2 separate regions of the Hordeum vulgare genome follow, and region 1 is linked to region 2. Evidence: chromatin contacts called from public Hi-C data. All regions are on one chromosome and are shown on one strand. Each heading gives the region's core, a stretch centred on a gene start, on an enhancer-like site or on the middle of the called end of the contact. The rest is flanking DNA. Distances are from core to core; before and after follow the strand shown. Region 1 has its middle 140 kb from the start of LOC123405479. Region 2 holds the start of LOC123404624 ((+)-neomenthol dehydrogenase-like).

Region 1 (2,700 bases), core at 88-2,587, 140 kb after region 2:
TCAAGGAAGCACGTGTGGTGGACTTCAGAGCTCCAGCAGTGCCACAAGAAGAGGATTCAACCCTTCGCTTTTCCGCAAGGGCGACCTGATGCTTCGGTAGGTCCAGCGGATAGCCTGCCACGACAAGGTGGCTTCCCCATGGGAAGGGCCCTTCATCGTCAGCACATCACGGCACAACAACGTGTACTACCTCATAGATGCCGAGAAACCGCAAAAGCGCAAGAGAGATGCCTTCGGCGAAGAGACAGAGTGCACATGGAACGCGGCGCTCCTCTGCCCGTTTTACAGCTGAACCAATGTATGTATGTATCCCCGTACCTTTTGGGTTTAATGAATGCAACAAGTACCCCGAGCTAGACTCTAGGGCTACCCTTTCGTAGTCGCTCTCTCGAGCGCCTTTTTTCTTCCGTTTTTGGTCTCCGGGTCCGGCTCGCCAGACCTGGGGGCTAGCCGGCCAGTCCGAGCCTTGCCTTCTTCAAAAAGGCCAAGTAGTGTGCGAAACGCCAAAACCCACTCTTTGCCCCAGCTACAGACAGGCTCCCGGCAGTCCCGCTGGCAAGAGCCATGGGTCGAAAGCGCTCTCACGCGAAGGCACCTAAGAGAAGACGGCCGACTCGGACTCTCCGTGTCATTTCCAAGCGGCCCATGTCGCGCTCGTCCTAGCTCAAGTCTCACGATCCTAAGTACTGTGGCGCTTTCCCCAAAGGCCAAGGACCCGTGTGTAACATCCCAATTTTCAATTTCGATGTTTATAAATAGATCATTCATATACATCCATGATTTATGCATTTTGCCTTCATATGTTTTATTTGAATTTTGATCCAAGGGACTTAGAGCAAATCAAGGACCAAAAGAAAGAGTTGGAAGTTTCCCTCAAGTCCATTTTTTAAATTTCATAATTTGGAATTTGGATCCAATTTGGTTTCACCAAAAATTCACTTCCATTATTTTCAAAAGGAAATAAAGAGAGAATATAAAATGACTTCTTAAAAATAGAATAAAAATACTGGAAATTTAATTTGAAACCAAAATATATTTAATGTCTTTTATTTGCAAATTATTTTGACGCAAATTTTATAAAAGTACAAATAATATTTATTTTTATATTTAGCTTTTAGGTTAGGAAAAATGTTAACCTAAGTACATTTTATTAGGAAGGATTTATGTGAAGTTTCCTGGGATTTTAGGACTACTTTATTTTGGTGGAAAAAAAGAGAAAGGCGAATTTTGTAAAAAAAACAAATTAGAAAAGGCTCAGCCCCGCAGGCCAGGCCAGGCCAGGCCAGGCCGGCGCAGCCAGCCAAGCCGGGCGAGATAGCTGCCGCCCAAGGCAGACCAGCCTGGCGGCAAGGAAAACCCTATTGAACGCAATTTGCTCAAATATTTGGGGCTCCACAGACCCCGTCCAGAAGACTTGGCCCGGCCCAGTTCCGTTGCCACCGCTATTGGGAAAAGGTTCCCTAACTGTTTTTTTCAGTTTGTTTTTCATTTTTTTTGGGTTTCCGTTTTTCTTTCGTTTTTCTGTTTTGCTTCAAATAATTACTGTTTTTTCAAAATAATAAAAACTTCAAAAAATGTTCGAAATTTTAAGAATATGTTCGATATTTACAAAAAATATTCGGGATTTTGAATAAAATTTCCTTTTTCAAAAAAATGTTACTGTTTTCGTTTTCACATTTTCCTTGTCTTTTTTCCCCTTTTCCTTTCCTTTATTTTTGTTTGACGTTTTATAAAAAAAATGAATTTCGAAAATTGTTCTCCAGTTCTAAAATTTGTTCACAATATATTTAATTATTTGTGATTCAACAAATAATAAGGAATTGAAAAAACCTGCTTTCAATATGTGTTCATTTTTTTAAAAATATTTCGTGTTTCAAAAATTATTCTCTTATTCAAAAAACAACAAGATTTTAAAAAATGTTTCTTTTTTCATAAATTGGTCACAATTGTTAAAAAATGTTCTGGTTTGAACATTTTTATATAAAATGTTCCCGTTTTACCAAAAATGTTTCTTTTTTGAAAACAAATTCAAAACATGTTCAAATTTTGTTCACCAATTCTAAAAATACTTATGATTTCAAAATGTTTAGGAGTTTTTAAAATGATCTTCATTTTCTAAAAAAATTGCCTTTTCAAAAAATGTACGGAAGTTCAAAACATGTTCGTGTTTCAAAAAGTGTACGTAAGTTGAAAAAATGTTCCCACTTCAAAAATTGTTCATAAATTCTTTGGTCAGAGTTTTCGAAAAATGATCTTGATTTGAAATTTTTATCAAAATTTTCCTATTTTACGAAAAATCTTTTTTATTTGATTTGTTCACAAATTGAAAAGTTGTTCTAATTTGATTAATTAAGTTCTAAAAACGTTCATGATTTGAAAATGTACAGTAATTTAAAACAGTGTTCTTCGTTTTCCAGAAAATGTTTGTCTTTTCAAAATAATTACGTAAGTTCATAAAATGATTGTGTTTCAAAAAGTGTACATAGGTTGAAAAAATGTTCTCATTTAAAAAATTGTTTAAAAAATTTAGAAAACATTCTTTATTTCATAAATTGGTCAAATTATTGGAAAATTGATCTAGATTTCTCATTTATATAAATAATGATCCTGTTTTACGAAAAATGTTTCTCTTTTTGAAAATTTGTACACAAATTGAAAACTTGTTCAAATTTTTTTCACCAATGGTAAAAATCTTCATGA
Region 2 (2,700 bases), core at 9-2,508:
TATGTGTGATACGAGCACATGGCAACTTCGAACATTTTTATAGCAAATTTAGCGACATGACAACTGGTTGTTAACCATGGCAACTTTCTTTTCAGATTTCGGATGTGATATTAATTGTAAAAAATGTTAGAGTCGGAGTATTTCATGTCACACGTGTAACACTTATTATTTGAAAAAAAAAAAGATAGAGTAGCATAATGCATGGTAGACTAGTAGGTAAGCCAACCCCTAAACCTAATTACGTATAAAATTGGGTGGTTAATATAGCTGATTAATCGATTGACTGCTGCAAACAGCTAACTTAGCACACCACTCTTTTTGCCCGGGGTAGGGCCGGGTGATGGCAGCCGACGGATTAGCAGTTTTAGTCTACTCCCTCCGTTTTAAATATAATTTTTTTATAGTTTCTACTATGACATACATATGGAACAAAATAAGTTATATATAGTCTTTTAGTGAAACATCTACTTTCTCGGTTTTGGTATATTTATCTTTTTAGAGATATAAAGAAAAATGTATAAATCCACATTTTTAATTATGTCGATATATATCCATATGTTGTTTCTAATGAAATATCTAAAAAACAAATATTTAAGAATGGAGCGAGTAAAAGATACTTATAGAAACGGAGGGAGTATGTATATATGTATATATCACGGTAATTTAGCGGAGAAGGCGCGAAATAGACGAAATACACGGTCGCGCGCACTCACAAGAATGTCGAGGCCGCCGAAGTGGTCGCGGATCCAGGAGGCAAATGCGGCGACGGAGGCGGGATCAGCAACGTCGAGGCGGCAGAATCGCACTGACTGAAGACCCCTGGCGCGGAGCTCAGCGGCGGCGGCCTCCCCGCGCGCCTCGTCCCGCGCCGTGAGCACCACGGACAGCCCCTGCTCCGCCAGGCGCGCGGCCAGCGCGTGGCCGATGCCACGGTTGGCCCCCGTCACCACCGCCACCGTCTCGCCCGTCCACCACGCCCTGATGGACAACCCGCAAAATTAACCATAACGCAAGACGAAGTCAACCACAATATACACACAAAGCGAATGCGGTGTTGAGTGGAGGTAAATTAAGTCGGTCAGGGAGTTACTTGTGCGGTGGCGTCTCTTTGGAACTCGAGCAGTCCATGGACGATAGAGAGGGAAGGAGGAGCACTGGACACTAGACAGGATTGCCTGGATGGAAAGAGAGGTCAGGTACGGGAGAGCCAAGCAAAGCTTTGGAGTGGGATGTGGAGTGGAGGAAGACAACGAGAGCGGGGTGTATATATATATATAAGGACGGCCTATCCTGCAGTGACAGGCAGGGCAGGGAGCGCGCGCAAGTGGGTGCGTGTGATGGGAATCCTTCAAGCTGTGCTTCCGCTTCGAGGCGAGCCGGTCAACCGAGTTGAGTATGCGCTGCAGCCTGCAGGGGCGTACTGCGTACTGCTAGTAGCGTGGAAAAGGTCCAATACAAATCTTAAACTTGTAGATGAAAATTAAATCATACTATCAATTTGTAATTCTGTAAATTAGCACACCAAACTCGATCCCCTCCGTTTTGAACCTTGAGGACGTTTAGCTGGAATTCGCTGACATGGCAAGTCGGGCCAGCTCATTAGCGCAATGGCTCGGGCGCTCGCTCTGCTTTGATTGCACGAGTGACTCTAACCAGGCGGCTCTGTTTTGATTGCATGAGTGACTGTAGTGTAATCTTTACAGCTGTAATTGTACGGGTCTCTTTGGGCGCGCTTGGATTGACTGTATTTAGATACACATGTATTTAATTTATAGAGCCAGTATCAATTTTCACTTGAAAGCAAAACGACACAGCGAGATGTGTACTATTTACACTCGTATTGCTAACCGAAACGACATCCCAAACACGACCTTATAGATATATTGGAATTACATATATTCCGTAGTCTAGAATATATAATTCATCTTTTACCATATCTTTAGAAAAGGTTTCTTGCCTTTCAAGTCAGTACTGCTATATATACTTGCCCATGAGGCTCAATATAATATCCAATGATTTCATCAATCCCTCTATATCCCTTTTGACAGCGTCTATCGCACAAGTTTCAAGCTTACAAGGCATCTGTAAAAGTAACTCCAATGCACCAACCACCTATTTTGTCCATTTAGATCATTCATACAAAATACTTGACTGAACCTGGCAACCTAAATGGATCAAGTGTCCCTCTTATATCCATTTTATGGTCCATTCCCATTCAAGCTTGACTCAATTATGGCCAGAAATGGATCCGCATGAACAAAAGCGGACGCTCCCATTGTCTATTGTCGTCCACTCGTGCCCTCTCATGTCCGCCCTAGTCCCACGTATCAGCGACCCTGCAGGACCTGGGCCTTTGCCTTCACAACCGCAGCGATAAGGCGCTATTTTTTTTAATATTGCTTTTTTATCGATTTTAAAAAATATTACGTTATTTTGAATTTTTTTTAAAATGTGATCCTGTCAGCCTAGCCAAGACTAATTAGTCCCTATCGGTCTTGGCTAGGCCAATTAGTCCTTGCCGGCCTTGGCTAGGCCGACAACCCTGTTGGCAATGCAAATGGCCACCTATCGGCCACGGCGAAGCGAACTGGCACCTCTTAGCCGATTGCAAATCTATGAGCTAACAAGCCGGACTACGACGGAATTGTGAAAATCTACGGGCGTTTCTCTAGAAGAACTTACCCAGTCGTGAATTCTGAG

Evidence for each region. Hi-C and Micro-C count contacts between places; a contact is called where the count stands out from the background.
Region 1: a contact with region 2 is called in a Hi-C map of leaf, with 2.1 times the contacts expected there. The contact joins the enhancer-like site here to the promoter of LOC123404624 in region 2. A contact is called at or near these places in 2 of 6 Hi-C or Micro-C datasets (both in leaf).

What each region holds. Positions count from the first base shown.
Region 1 is chr6H:347,621,559-347,624,258 of MorexV3_pseudomolecules_assembly, forward strand. No RefSeq gene overlaps it. Among protein-coding and RNA genes, the nearest start is that of LOC123405479, 140 kb to the right of the region's middle. Within about 2 kb of position 1,338, at least 3 of the 3 cell types and tissues checked have open chromatin away from gene starts, as enhancers often do. A contact at or near this core is called in leaf, where this site is marked.
Region 2 is chr6H:347,478,039-347,480,738 of MorexV3_pseudomolecules_assembly, forward strand. LOC123404624 ((+)-neomenthol dehydrogenase-like) reads right to left here and starts at 1,259. Exons shown (of 4, transcript XM_045098565.1): 1 at 1,091-1,259; 2 at 714-978. The coding sequence starts at 1,128.